3 separate regions of the Mus musculus genome follow, and all the other regions are linked to region 1. Evidence: chromatin contacts called from public HiChIP or PLAC-seq data. All regions are on one chromosome and are shown on one strand. The core of a region is the stretch at or near the end of the contact, and the rest is flanking DNA. Distances in the headings are between cores, read along the strand shown.

The links. HiChIP or PLAC-seq counts read pairs in DNA pulled down with a chosen protein or histone mark.
Region 2: an H3K27ac HiChIP or PLAC-seq map of epiblast stem cells shows a contact between it and region 1. The contact joins two enhancer-like sites. A contact is called at or near these places in 6 of 484 Hi-C or Micro-C datasets (embryonic fibroblasts, embryonic stem cells, muscle stem cells and 2 more), 7 of 115 datasets of contacts at active chromatin or transcription factors (embryonic stem cells, epiblast stem cells, pancreatic cancer cells and 2 more) and 1 of 9 other capture datasets (embryonic stem cells).
Region 3: a FOXA1 HiChIP or PLAC-seq map of pancreatic cancer cells shows a contact between it and region 1. The contact joins two enhancer-like sites. A contact is called at or near these places in 3 of 115 datasets of contacts at active chromatin or transcription factors (pancreatic cancer cells, stem cell-derived neural progenitor cells and trophoblast stem cells).

The regions. Positions count from the first base shown.
Region 1 is chr19:53,729,181-53,733,867 of GRCm38.p6, forward strand. The region is part of intron 1 of Rbm20 (RNA binding motif protein 20); the gene reads left to right. Among named protein-coding and RNA genes, the nearest start is that of Gm30943, 23 kb to the right of the region's middle. Within about 2 kb of position 2,856, at least 99 of the 459 cell types and tissues checked have an H3K27ac peak or open chromatin away from gene starts, as enhancers often do. A contact at or near this core is called in embryonic fibroblasts, epiblast stem cells, muscle stem cells and 2 more, where this site is marked.
Region 2 is chr19:53,410,249-53,414,935 of GRCm38.p6, forward strand. No RefSeq gene overlaps it. Among named protein-coding and RNA genes, the nearest start is that of Smndc1, 22 kb to the left of the region's middle. RefSeq lists an enhancer at 787-3,221. Within about 2 kb of position 2,098, at least 140 of the 459 cell types and tissues checked have an H3K27ac peak or open chromatin away from gene starts, as enhancers often do. A contact at or near this core is called in embryonic fibroblasts, epiblast stem cells, muscle stem cells and 2 more, where this site is marked.
Region 3 is chr19:53,431,480-53,436,166 of GRCm38.p6, forward strand. No RefSeq gene overlaps it. Among named protein-coding and RNA genes, the nearest start is that of 4833407H14Rik, 27 kb to the right of the region's middle. Within about 2 kb of position 2,727, at least 99 of the 459 cell types and tissues checked have an H3K27ac peak or open chromatin away from gene starts, as enhancers often do. A contact at or near this core is called in pancreatic cancer cells and trophoblast stem cells, where this site is marked.

The DNA.
Region 1 (4,687 bases), core at 1,606-4,105:
CGTTTTTAATTTCAATTTTTGTGTTTTCAAAATGCGTATCAGGTATTTCTGCATGTGTGTCCATACCTGGTGTCCACCGAGACCAGAAGAGAACGTCAGATCCCCAGGACTTGGCGTTTCAGACTGTTGTGAAGGGTGATGGGAATTGAACCTGGGTCCTGTCAAAGAGTAGTTAGTGCTCTTCACCACTGAGCCATACCTCCAGCCCCAAAGGTCTATTTTTTTTTTAAACTAGAGATTGCGTGGCCTCTGGGAAGCTCTTGCTTTTTATTTCTTAAATTCATTTCCTGATGCTCCACACAGCTCTGAGCATGCAGCAGGCCCCAGTCATCACAGGCCATGGACCTGGAGTAAGGAGGCTTCAGGGGAGGCCAGCGGAGGGTAGTCAGAGTCAGAGGAGTCCCAGCCCCTTCCTGCCAGGTGCCCTCCACAGGGGGCCGATGGGAAGCCCGCGTGTCCCCGAGAACCTAGTATCCCTACAAGAGAGCTGATACCCTACGAGGAAGGCACTGACACACGCTTGTCCGGCCACAGGCATCCCAGACAGTGTCACCTAAGGTGCCACCAGAGTTCTCCTCTTTCAGCCTGACAGAGCACCCCTGTCAGGGGATGGCAGGGGAAGGGTCACCGAAGGCATCTCGGAGCTGGGAAAGGAAGGTGTCATTTTGATGGCCATTCCCCTCAGCCTTCTGCCATGCCCCATTGAGAGCCTTGGGCACCTAGCTCCGTCCCACTTTTAGCTTCTGACGCAGTGACACTGATTGCTAAAAGCAACTCGGTTACAAATAACACCACCATGCCTTGTAACACAGCCTCCTCCAAAAGCGCTGCAGACGCTGGCCAAGGCTGCTGACCTTTCCTTGGTAAACCTCTGTTCGCAGAGCAGCCAGCCAGATCACTGCCCTGCAGGTGGGGCAGCAGAGAGCCACCTCATCGGCTGGGGTTCTGTTAGATGTCACTCCGTGTGCAGGGTTCCAAGAATGACTTGGCGTCTTGACAGGGAACATGATAGAATGTCAGGACCTAAGCTAATGCAAAATATGTCTTGCCCAGCCAAGTCATGCACAGGCAATGCTAAGAAGCCATCGGTCCTTCACCATGCACCATGTGGCAGGGGGGCTCACGGATGAGCCCAGTGATGATGGAGATATAGCACACAGTGGCTTCTGGTGCAGAATGTGGGATTCGGAAAAGCAGGAGGGCCTCTCTTTTCAAAAGGCACATTTAAAAAACACCCGCTTCCCGTTCCTCTTCCCCTTCTGACCCCTCCACCCATTTTGTTCCTTCTTCTTTTCTCCTACCTTACTGGGTTTATCTGGTTCATGGTGGGTCATCAACACCAGACTCCAGGTGACAAGCTTGTCTAGGTTTACAGGAGCTACACTCCCCCACCCCCAAGTCTCCCCTGTAGATAAGAACCGGATAGGAACAGTAGGTTTCATGCAAGTGTCTGCCTCGGGCAAGTTAGGTGGACATTAGCAACTATAAAATGATTCTTCAGAGTCCACTATGGGGGAGCTGAATGGATTAACATGAAGATGTGTTTAGCTGCCATCAGAAAACTGGCAGTCTGTGGATTAGAGGGATGTCTGACATTTACTTAATGGGATGACTGGAGGCAGATGCCCCTGGCTTGGTTTGTAGGCTCCACAATGTCTAAGGGGCTCAGAGACTGTCTACCTTTGGTTTTCATGCCTGGAGCCTTTTCTTCACAGACAGTGAGTGACACGGGGCCTGAGGGCGCAGAGACATCAGAAACCAAAGCAAGAAATAAGTTGGGATTGCTCCTTCCGGTAGGCAACAAAAATTCTACCTACTCTGGGGGTGAATGTTTTCAGACCTGTGGCAAGGACTCTGTTTCATTTTGTGTGTGTGTGTGTGTGTGTGTGTGTGTGTGTGCGCGCGTGCGTGCGTGCTTGTGCGTGCAACACCGTGTGTATAGATAGAAGTTAGAGGAGAAGTTTGAAGACTGGGTTCTCTCATTTTACCATGAGGGTTTCAGGGACAGAAGTCAGGTTATCAAGTTTGGTGGCAAGTGACCTCTCACCAGTCCAGAAAATGTCCTTTCTCGACAAAACCCATTGCGGAGACCTGAATTATTTGGGGCTATGATATGGTGAATTGAGACTCCTGTTTCCTTCTCGCTACTTCCGACTGAACCCCGAAAGGTGTCTTCTCACAGCCACAGGCTATGGAGAATTCTTTCCTACAACCTTTCTCCAGCACAGAGTTCCCAGGTAGACTTAATTTTCCTCAACTGCCCAGGCAGGATTCCACTGAGAACTCTACAGGTTATTTCCATGGAAACCAGTGAAGACAGACTCTCCAAACATACCACTGGCGCCTTGTATCAGCCTGGACCATAAGTGATGTGCTGGTCCCATCAATTACTCAGTGGGAACAGTGGGAACCGGGGCTCTCAGTATTAGGACTAAGGCACAGTGTCCCTCTGCTTGGACGTGTTCTGTCCTTTGAATGGTTGATTCTAGGCCTCCTTGGTCCTGTTTTGGGAAATGATTTTTTTTTCTTCCATATTTGCGTGTGCGTGTCCACACACAGGCCTACACACACACACACACACACACACACACACACACACACACACACTGGTGCCGCCCCACTTCAGCGGGAAAGGGAGGCAGTGATTTCATGACAGCTGTCTTTTTGATGAATGTCCTCCTGCCCATGTACACAGGCCATGACATTCCTGCCTTCCCTATTGATAATCTGAAAATCTTGTGAGTCAGGCTGCCTCACCACAGGCCTATCCTGGAATGCCACCGCAGCTCTGGGTTCAGTCTCCAGAGCCCGCGTCAGCAAGGCAAACATTTGCAAGAGCCTGCGGGATTGAGGCTGCTAAGGCAGATGGAATTTACCCCTGGGAGAGAAGAGGTCCCAGGCCTACGGAGTCAAAGAGCTGCAGGCCTGGGGCGTCTGTACTAAGCATGATGCAATTATGTGGTTTTGTTTCAGCCAGCCTCAGCCTTCCCTCCTATCCATCCCCAGACACATTTGCTTTTTGTGGCTCCTTAGCCCTTCCCTCTGAAGCGTGCCCCTAAGCGTGTCTAGCTCTTCCCTCTGGTTTCCAATCTCTGTTAAAGTGCTCAAAGGATTCATCTCCCACTGACTGGGAGGTTTTCCCCTGAGAATCTAGTCATTGTGGTTGCTTCCCTTAAAGCTGGGAGCATGGAGGGTTTTCAGTTGCCTTTGTCTATTGTGGGAAGGATTTGTCTTGTTGTTCTCCTAAGCATGCTTATCCATCTGTCCATCTTCAAGGTGAGCTGGAGACCTCACAGGAGGGAGAGTTCAAGGACCCAGCTCCCTGTGTCGGGATCCCATCATCCCTTCACCGTCGACCCTTGGTGTGGGCGGGCGGCAGTGTCCTGGCTGGTTTTGTGTCAACTTGACACAGCTGGAGCTATCACAGAGAAAGGAGCTTCAGTTGAGGAAATGCCTCCATGAGATCCAACTGTAAGGCATTTTCTCAATTAGTGATCAAGTGGGTAAGGCCCCTTGTGGGTGGGACCAGCTCTGGGCTGGTAGTCTTGGTTCTATAAGAGAGCAGGCTGAGCAAGCCAGGGGAAGCAAGCCAGTAAAGAACATCCCTCCATGGCCTCTGCATCAGCTCCTGCTTCCTGACCTGCTTGAGTTCTAGTCCTGACTTCCTTTGGTGATGAACAGCAGTATGGAAATGTAAGCCGAATAAACCCTTTCCTCCCCAACTTGCTTCTTGGTCATGATGTTTGTGTAGGAATAGAAACCCTGACCAAGACAGGCAGAAAGAGCAGTAACAGTACACACCCCGGATGGTGTTAGCAAGCAGTAAGTCAGCACTTAAGCACTTAACATGGTTCCTGGCATTAGTAAGCATCATGAAAGAGTTGTTTAATAAATAAATCTTGGGCCAGCAATGTAGCCCAGTGAGTAGAGTAATTGCTTACTATCTACGAAGCTCCGGCTGTGGACTCACTGTTGCTGTGGACTCACTGTTGCATGCCTGTAACCCTGCCTTGGCGAGGAGGAAGCAGAGGATCATGTGTGAGGTCGTCCTAAGCCTCAAAACAAGTTGGAGGCTAGCCTGGGCTACAGAGATCCTGTCTCAAAAATAATCTTAGGAGTTTGAGATAATTTGTTGTTGTTTTTGGCTTAGTTCTTAAGGTCTAATTGTATTTTGTTGTTGTTGAGGTAGTTGTATATTGACGTTATATAGAGTTCTGATGTATATATATCATTTATACAGCCCCTCCCCATGATGGCTTATTGCAAAGCTGAAGTATAGCATTACAAGATCAGCACATGTATAATCTGCTCACCCTACTCCAGGACCACACACATTTGTTTGTGCATTTGTATTTAGTCCTGTATACTTTTATCACATGTGTGGGTTCGTGTTTCCCCTCTCCATTCAAGATGCTTCCCATTTCTGTATCACTAGAGTCCACCCCTGTCACCCTTCTGTAACCGTGGGCACCTCTCTCCACCCCGCAACCAAGTCCCTGACAATGATTAGTCTGATATCCACCTCTCAAATGTTACACAAATGGAGTAATATAGTTATGTAAGCTTTGGGGGTTAGCATTTGCATGTGTACTCGTGCACGTATGTGTGTATTTGCATGTATGTAGGCGTGCATGCCTGTGTGTATACATGGAGGCCAGAGGTCAACTTTGAGTGTCATTCCTCAGGT
Region 2 (4,687 bases), core at 848-3,347, 320 kb before region 1:
TAAGGAGCCAGAAAGCCCGAGCTTCACTTCCAGCACGGAAGGCGACTAGCTGTTTGATTCTAGGCAAGTTGCTTAGCATTGCCAGCCCCCAGCCCTTCCTCTCCCGACCCACAGTGGTCTCTCCTATGTGTGCTGCTGAAGCCCAGCTGAAACTTACCCTGACCTTGGCAGAATCCGGAGCTGACATTTCTGCGGTCCGGCTTGTCACCAAGGCAGCTGTGAAGTTAACGACAGGGGGAACGGAAAGCTGGTGATAATTAGGCATTTGGATGTTCAAGCATTGTTGTTATTCTGGTTTAAAAAAAAAATCAATTAGCTGAATAAGAAAGTGCCGTTGAGACAACATTTAATTTTCTCCCAGTGTAGCTCCAGCTGGATAGATCAAGTCCAGAAGGTGAGAAGGTGTTTCTGGTATCACAGAACTTAAAGGAGACTTTTAGCTGACTAGGGGTTTTGAGAGAGTTTGCTTTGTTTTTTGCTTTTAATTTTAATTTTTTTATTACACTTTAGAATGTGTGTCCTTGTGCCTTGGCTAGGGATATATCTTGTTTGGTAGAGTGTTTGCCTGGCAAGGTTGAAGCCCTGGGTTCCATCTCCAACACTTATAAATCAAGCAAGGGTGTGGAATCCCCTGAGACCCCAGCTTTTGAGAGGGGGAGGGTTGGAAGTCGGAGATCATAGGGTTGGAAGTCGGAGATCATCCGTGGCCACATAAGGAGGTTGAGGGCAGCCTGGCCTACAGACCCCATTCTTTTGTTGTTTTTGTTTGTTTTGTTTTTGTGTGTGGTGGTGGGGTTGTAGAGACAGGGTTTCTCTGTGTAGCCCTGGCTGTCCTAGAACTCACTCTGTAAACCAGGCTAGCTTCAAACTCAGAGATCCATCTGCCTCTGCCTTCTGAGTGCTGGGATTAATGACCCCCAGCTCAGACCCTGTTTTAGAAACAAAATATCCAAATAAAAACAAGTTTCTGTGGGGGGGGGGGGGGGACCACGACGGGACAGGACGGACATTCACCCACTGGGTATATGTGGATGCCAGAGGTCTTACACTGGAATGGCTTCTTCAAGACCTTCTCTCCCTTTATTTTCTGATACTGAATCTCATTAAACCCGGAGCTTTGTTGCTTTAGTAAGACTGGCTTGCTGGCTCCCCTGGGGCTGTGCCTGCCTCTGCCCTCCCCACCCAACACTGGAGTGACAGAGCTCTCAGACCTTATGTGGAAGCCAGGGTTCCAAACTAATAGCCAACGCTTTCCCTACTGACCCATATCACGACACCCCAACCCCAAGTTTCCTGGGGGTGGGTAGGGGTGTGAGCACACAGGGCAAGCATTTATTCTCTGTGCTTTCTGTCATCTCGCCAATAGTGACTGCAAACTCTTCTCTTCCTTGTTGATAGTCACAAAAAACGTCTTGAGGAAGCCTGGGCTCATCCATCTGTCAGGAGTACCGGCTCGGGAATGAAGCTTTGATGGTCTGTAGAGCCAAGCAAAGGAAGCAACAGCACTTTGCTTGATCATTATTCAAACACTCGAATATAACCAAGCGGATGTTCTCATGAGGCTGTGCATCCATGTTCTCTGTGTGTGGATAACATAACAGCAACGGGAAATGTTCCACCCTGTGCCTGGCATGTAACAGGAACTCGACAAATATTAGTTGTTTCTAGTTGGGTGAAAAGGTGGTCTTTACAGCTATGAGAAGGGGCCAGGCCAGGTGAGGCAGCAGACCGTAGGTTTAATTGTGCCCTTCAGGGGGCCTTTGAGATTTCCCACAGCTAAGGACTCTTGACCATTCTGACTTCCAGGAGGCCTTTTAGCCTTCTCTGTGTGTGGGGGTGGGCTTTCTATCCTTGCCTGGGTTCTCAGAATCATAAATAGCCTCAGTAGAGGGAGTCCGGGGTTCTGAGTCTGCCTGTGCTAATGGATGGTCACCACACCCCCTGCCACCACAGCTGGTGACAAGGCCTTCAGCATAATGGAAGGCATTTGGGGATCTATTTTTTTCCTCTTCAGGCAGAGAGCATTACTCACCTAGGGCTGTGTGTCACAAGGAAAGAGAGCAGAAAACACAATAAACCCCGCTAAGGATGAGTCAAATTTCAATAGAGGCTCAGTTCCAAGGCAGGAGGCGGGCTGTTTCTTCTGCATTCCTGAGATTCAGATTGCAAGGAGTCCTGAACTCCCTGCTCCCTCTCCGCAGGAAGAATGCAATGGAACAACCGTGCTCCATTGTGCTATTTCTAGGTTAGAGAAACAGGGGAAAGATTGTGTGGAGAGCTGGTTTCTTAAAGTCCCGGAGGCTGGTTGGGGACCACCACGGGGAGCCAGGCCTTACCTTCCCAACCCCTTCCCCCACACCCCAGCTCTTTGTCCTTTTCTTTCTGTGGTGCCTTTCTGTGTTTTTTTTCAGCTGGCTGTAAGTCTGAGTGTGGGAAACAGCCCTGTTCTCCATCATTTCACTGTCTAAGGCCCTCCCTAGTAAGCAAACAGGGGGGGCAGGTCCCTTTCTCCAGGGTCAGAGGCCACCACTGGGCTCTGACCAACCTGAAAAGCTTTCTTCTTAAGGTGGCATGAGATTCCCCCCCCCCCCCCAGGAAGTGCCAAGAAACAATTTTATGATGACCTAGAGTCTAATTTTACACGTTCACATCCTTTCTTTTTTCAGTAAAAGGAAGAGGCGAAGGCAGGTGGCTCTCTGTGTATTCCAGGGTAGCCTGATCTACATAACAACCTACAATCCAACCAGGGCTACATAGTGAGTCTCAACCACCACCACCACCACCACCACCACCACCACCACCACCACCACCACCTCCAAACCAACACGGAAAGCTCTAAAGGAGGTTGGGGTTAAGTTCAATGTAGACAGACACTGTTAAATTCTCTCCAGATTAAGTTCAGAGATAGACAACGTATGCCATCACTGAATTAGCCCTTCTCTGTCTTCCACGAAGCTTCTTTTGAGCATCTCGACAGGCCATTGGGACAAACACCACAGAATATACACATTTTGACAGAAATGGCATACCTGAGGCCAGTGGTCCCTAAATTTGGATGGATACGACAGGCACGGGGAACTTGGGGTAATAAGTTCTTTCTGTATTGTAAGGAATTTCTCGGTTCCTAGGCGTTACATAGAAATCTCCCCAAGTGGCTCTGATGGCCACTGGCTTTGGAGCTATGACATAGGGCTATGGTTTGAAAGGAGGCGATCACATGCCAGCTACTATTTACTGGGCATTCGTTTGTTTATTTTTTTTTTAAAGATTTATTTATTGATTATATGTAAGTACACTGTAGCTGTCTTCAGACATTCCAGAAGAGGGAGTCAGATCTCGTTACGGATGGTTGTGAGCCACCATGTGGTTGCTGGGATTTGAACTCCGGACCTTCGGAAGAGCAGCCGGGTGCTCTTACCCACTGAGCCATCTCACCAGCCCTGTTTATTTTTTTTAACTGGCTGATTAAGAGCCTGTCTCACGAAAACAAAACAAAGGTTGCTAAATTTATGGTCTAGAGGCTCGTTGGTTAAATATGTGCCACACTTGTAGAAGACCAGAGTTTAACTCATAACAGCCTGTAAGTCCAGCTCCAAGGGATCTATCTCTCTCATACCTGATTCTAGCTTCTGTGGGCACGTGAACACAGATGACACTCGCGTGTGCGCGCGCGCACACACACACACACACACACACACACACACACCACAGATACAGATACAGACAGAGACAGAGACAGAGAGACATGAAGAATTCGTCTTTAAAAACTTGGAAACTGTACTGCATTTACTTATTTACATTTGGATGGGTGGGGGGTGGGGGTGGTGGTGGTGGCATGCAAGCCATGACTCACTTGTAGAGATCAAAGGGCATTCTGTGTGGGAGTCGCTTCCCTCCCTCCCTCCCTCCGCCACATGGATCCCAATGACTGAACTCAGACTTGGTGGCAAGAGCCTGTACCCACTGAGTCCTGATGATGGACCCTAAGTAGTTTTATTTTTAACTTAGAAGGGGCTGGGCTTTGTGCCACAGTGAAGAAAGACAGAGAAGGTAGCAGTCCTGAGAGCAGCCCTGATGGCCTCTGCTTTGACCAATTAGTAAAAGAAAAAGTCTCTTAACTAAGTAATGCCCAGCCTTTTTTTTTTGTCTTGTTTCTGACAAACTGCAAACCAAAGAAAAGAAACAAGTCTCCATGGGCGACCTATGGTGGATAGTTCAATCCCTTGGTGTGTTTACACATCTATTTTTACCATGGGCACATTTGTAGGCACACTTTCCCACAGATCCACACAGGTGCTACACCCACACCCACACACGCCACATTCAGTGACACAGACTCACACCCAGACATTTAATACACAATGAAACCACAATCAATTCACAGTCCCTCAATACACCCACCACACACACACACACACACACACTCTCTCTCTCTCTCATTCACTCACGCTCAGCACACACTGATAATCCTTGACAGATAATACATATGCGATAGGCACGTTCAACACATACACTCTGCCTACACACTCAGCATTTAGTCCCACAGTCGCAGTATCTGACTTTATGGCTCGGCAATCTGAAAGGGTGACAGGCAACTTGTGAGGAGCCAGGAAGAAGCGTTCTCCGACGTTGGTTTCATGCCTTATCTATCTACCCAGAGACCTAAGGGAAGAAGTTAAGGCACGAG
Region 3 (4,687 bases), core at 1,477-3,976, 300 kb before region 1:
CATGGCTGGAGCGCAGGAAGGCCTTCTGGTGGGAGGTTTGATGCTGCTAGTTAGGGCAAAGCCTATCCCATTGTCCAAGCACGGCAGGCCTTGATGAGCAGAGACAGTCTATGGTTTTAGAGCTTTATTGTAGAAAGCAGGGGGAAGGAGAGAAGGTAGAAAGAGAGAGACTGGCCATGACCATGTGGAAAGGGGAAGAGAGAGAGAGAAGGAGGGCTAGAGAGGAGAGTAAGAAAGGTGAATGCTTAAAGAGAGCGAGGAGGGGCCAAGCAGCCCCTTTTATAGTGGGCTGGGCTACTAAGTAACTGTTGGGGTGGAGTTGAGCCAGAATGCCAGGAGCTTGGGACATTGTCTGCGTGACTGATAGTCACACACCTCTCCTTAGGGGGCTGTGGGGGCAGTAACTTCAGATGAAGGCAGATAAAATTAGTGCAAGGGGTGCTGGGGAGGTGGCTTGGTGGGTAGAGCACTTAGTGTGCAAGCCTAGTGCATCCCCAGCCCTCATGGTGAAAAGCCAGGCGTGGCTGCGCGCACCTGTAACCCCAGCGTTGGCCCAGGGAGGTTAGATTCGAGGGATCGGTGGTGTGAGCTTGCTGGCCAGCCAGGCAGAGACGATGAGAGCTTCTGCTGGTCCCCAGGATGAGGTGGGGCCAGTCCTGGCAGGAACACTGCCCCACACCTCGTGTTAGGACTGTCAGTGGACCAGGGGACCTAGATGGCTTAGGCTACGAAGGGGAAGCTGACTGGCTGGGCCCTGTCTAACAGACAGACAGACAGTGAGGACAATACCAGGGGCTGGAAAGGACTCACCAAAGGATATAGACTTGATTCTCTTCCTTAGTGTATTTTCCCAGCTGCCTAGGACCTTCTGCTCTCATGTCTCAGCTGTCCCTTGTCACCACACAGTAGATACTGACACAGGCAGGAGACTCCAGGTTTATTTGCATAAGAATGACCTAGAAAGACTGGAAAGCTTGCTGGTGGCAGCTTCTTGGTCCCACTCTTTGAGGTTCTGATTTGGTGAGTTTGAGCAGGACCCTAGACAGAGTGTTTTGGTCAGTCCTGGGAGATTCCCACACGGGTGGTTTCTAGACCTCACTGTGAGTGAGAATCTTGCGTTCGTGGCTCAGGGTGTAGACTTCTGAAGTCAGACCAGAATCCAAACCCTATCTCTGACACTCCCTAACCCTGCTTTCCTCATCTGCAAAATGAGGCCATCATCTTCCTCCTGCTCTAAGGATTAAATGAGATCCAGGCAAAGGCCAGACTGCCTGAGATTCATTGTGCCTTTCATAAGACTTGGCTATTATTGCTGGTAGAAACCGTTACCTCTGCTAGCTCCTGCTAGCTCCTCCTAGCTCCTCCTTCCAGCCCTGGCTAGCCCCTGCTTCCAGCTCCTGTTAGCCCCTGTTAGCCTCTGCTAGCCCCTCCAAGCCCCTCCCATGTACACAGGAACTCAGTGGGCAATGAGAGGCATATTTGGTTTTGATTCAAAATTGTCTTCGCACGTGCTAGGCAAATGCTCTGTCACCAAGTCACACCTTCATCTCCCCCTTTAAACGTAACTCTGTTAGAACCGCTACCGGGAACTGAACCTGGGACCTTGTGAATGTTGGTTAGCATTCTGCTGCCAAGCCTCGAGTTTGCAATCCTTCCTTCCTTCCTCACTGAGGCCTCTGATTCAGACCACTGAGGTTGATCTAATTTCCCTTTGGATGGCAAAGCATCTTTACTGCTCTATTTTTCTTGTAGATTCAAATAGAAATTAAATCACTTATTAGCCCATTTCCACAAGAAAGAAGATAAAACACTGTCTCCTGCCCAGCCAGGACTGGGCACTGGGAAAGTCTCTGATGGGCCCAAATCTTATTTAGCATTGAAAGAAAACCAGAAGTCCACTGATTACTGGACCCATCATTTATCTTGGAATTTGATGGGACTGAGGGCTGGGCAGAGTTGGCATATGTCAGGAGCCTGGTACGAAGAAGAGGCCCCTCTTAGAGCAGCTTGCAGCCCAGTCCTTCCTAGTCTGGGTTCTCTGGGCCTGTCCTTATGCAAATGGAAGCCCTGGGCAGCAGATCTACCCTGTCTCTGGCCCTCAGCTCTTCTTAATCCTCTCTGAGCTCTTGGTGTCCTTGACTGTGAAATGGGCTGCTTCTCTGGGTTCTGGTGGGGAGCAACCCTAAAATCTCAACGGTGCATGCTGACCCGAGAGCTGTCTTTGTGAGGGACAGGTGTGCCACAATGTCTGCCACATTTCTCTTGGGCTCCACTTCAACATTTATTCATTGTAGACTAATTTATTTCTGTGTGAGGAGAAATGAAGAGGCCAACACTTGAGAAACAAACAGTCACGAAGAGCCTCAGGTTTCCAGCATTTTGTGTCACGTGCGGAAAGGCCCTGAAGGAGCGAAGAACTCCGGGTCACTCGTGAATGGCATTTGCTGTAGAAGAAAGTATTTCTCCTTAGAAGAAAGGCTGTGTGAAGGGCCTTCTTCTGTCCTCCCTCCAGGTCTCAGGGAAGTGACACAGAGCAGTTCTCAGGAGAGTCCAGGGCTGTGTCATCACTGGCAGACCTCTGGGCTGACTCAGACCCATGGGGCAGGAGCAGTCCCCTGAGAAGCTAGCTGCCCTTTCAGAGAAAACTCCCCCGTGGGCGTGAGGAGAGCCAAGTGGTGTGAAGGGGAAATAGAAACTAACTTGACTTTTACCTAGAAACCCCGGTCCTCTGCCTGGTTGTTTGTTACCCATAAGCTCTCGAAACTCTCTGATTCTCTCGAAACTCCTGCTTCTCTGCCTTATTTGTTACCAGTCATCTCTCCAGGCTAGAGTCACCTTGAGTCTTCTGTCACTCCTCTGTGCACATAAAAACACACAGAGGAAGTGGGTGGGTGGATGATGATGGATGAATGGGTGGATGGACAAATGGACAGACGAACTGACGGACGGATGGACAGGTAAAGGAGTCTGCTGTCTCTCAGGAAGGAGATCCTCAGAGACTCCTACAGCTGACAGGGACAGAACTTTCTAATGGAAGCAGGAGGAGGGGACAAGTGGCTCCAGGAATGCCCGGCCATGCCTTTGGGTTGCACCAGGCCCTACAGCAGGGGCACAGGAGAGCCTAATTCTCTCCTTAGGAGAGTGTAAAGGGAAAGATAGAACCGATCTGGAGTTCCAGGGGCAGATCCATTCTCCCAAGACCTGGAAGCTATCCCAAGACTCCCGCCTCCAAGAGGCCCCTCCTTCACACACACACCCCACCACCACAGCCACCTGCTAATGCACCATGAAGGTGCCTCCCCTTAGGAGGGGGTCTCCAGGGAACAGGACATTCCATACATGTTCAACCCCATGCCCTGATGGTGTTTATTAAAGATAGCACTGAGAAACCAGGTTTAACATTTTATTTATTTATTTATCTATATACTGATGCATGCATGCTGTGGCTGGTAAGTAGAAGTTAGTTCTCCTTTCACCACTGGCTCCAGGGATCAAACTCAGGTTGCCAGGCCTTTACCTGCTGAGTCACCTCACCTGCCCAGAGCCAGGGCCATATTTTTAAGTTTCCTGTTTTGTATCCATAGAATGTTATAAATTAATGGGGCAGGAAGAGTCACTGGAGAGTTTGTTATCAGTGCAGGTCACTGGTTGAGTGAGATGACCTCATTCAAAGAACAGGTGAGAGATTTTCCAAGGAGGTAGGAGGATCGGGGTTGTTGACCTGGTGTGGGAGGTCCCCTCTCTCTACTGATAACCGGGCTTCTATGTTCAAGCTCCCAGAGCGAGTGAGCCATCTACTTACACCCCTCCCCCTCAAGCCCACTGCCCCTGCTATGACCTAGTGTCTGAGCGGGAACACAAATAACCCTTGCTTCCCTAAGGACAGGTGTCAACCGTCATCCCACACATGTTGGGTCGTGTCCTTTTCACAGTAGCATGCTACCTTTATTTTGTACATAAGGAAAGTGTGACGTAAAGATCCAAAGAAAGCAGCTCAAGATCGAGAAGCTATCGGGTGGTATCTAGGCTCTAAGATCCCAGAACAGCAAGTTCATGTGTCCAGCAGGTCTGAGGGCCTGTGTGGCAAGAGGCACTCACATGACTGGAGTGGGCACGAGACATGAAGCCCTGGCACACCAAAAGCAGCCATGGTAAGAACACCAGTGGTATTTGGTGAGCTCTGGGTTAGTCCTCAGCCTCCTGCTTTACCTGTAGTGCTCTTTTCCACCAACACTGTGACAGTGTAGGCACTACCGATACCATCATTGAGAAGAGCACCCATTCATCCATCCATGACAGACAGTTTTGTCAACTTGACACAACAAAGAATAACCAGGGAAAAGAGTTTCAAGGAGGGGTTGTCTTCACTGGGTTGACCTGTGGGCATGGCTATGGTGGGCTGTTTTCATTAAGTTAATTGATATGGGAAGACCCAGCCTACTGTGGGAGGCATCATTCCCTAGGCAGGTGCTCTGAGATGCATAAGAGTGAAGAAACTGAGTGCAAGCAAGCAGCATGAATGCATGTATTCTCTCCCTGCTATTGACTGTAGATATGGTATGACTAGTTTTTTGAAGAACTTGCCTTGACTTCCTCCCTAGTGGTAGACCTTAACCTGGAACTGAAAGCTGAAATAATAAACCCCTTTAGTCTATGCTGGGCTTTTTTTTGGGGGGGGGGGGTCAGG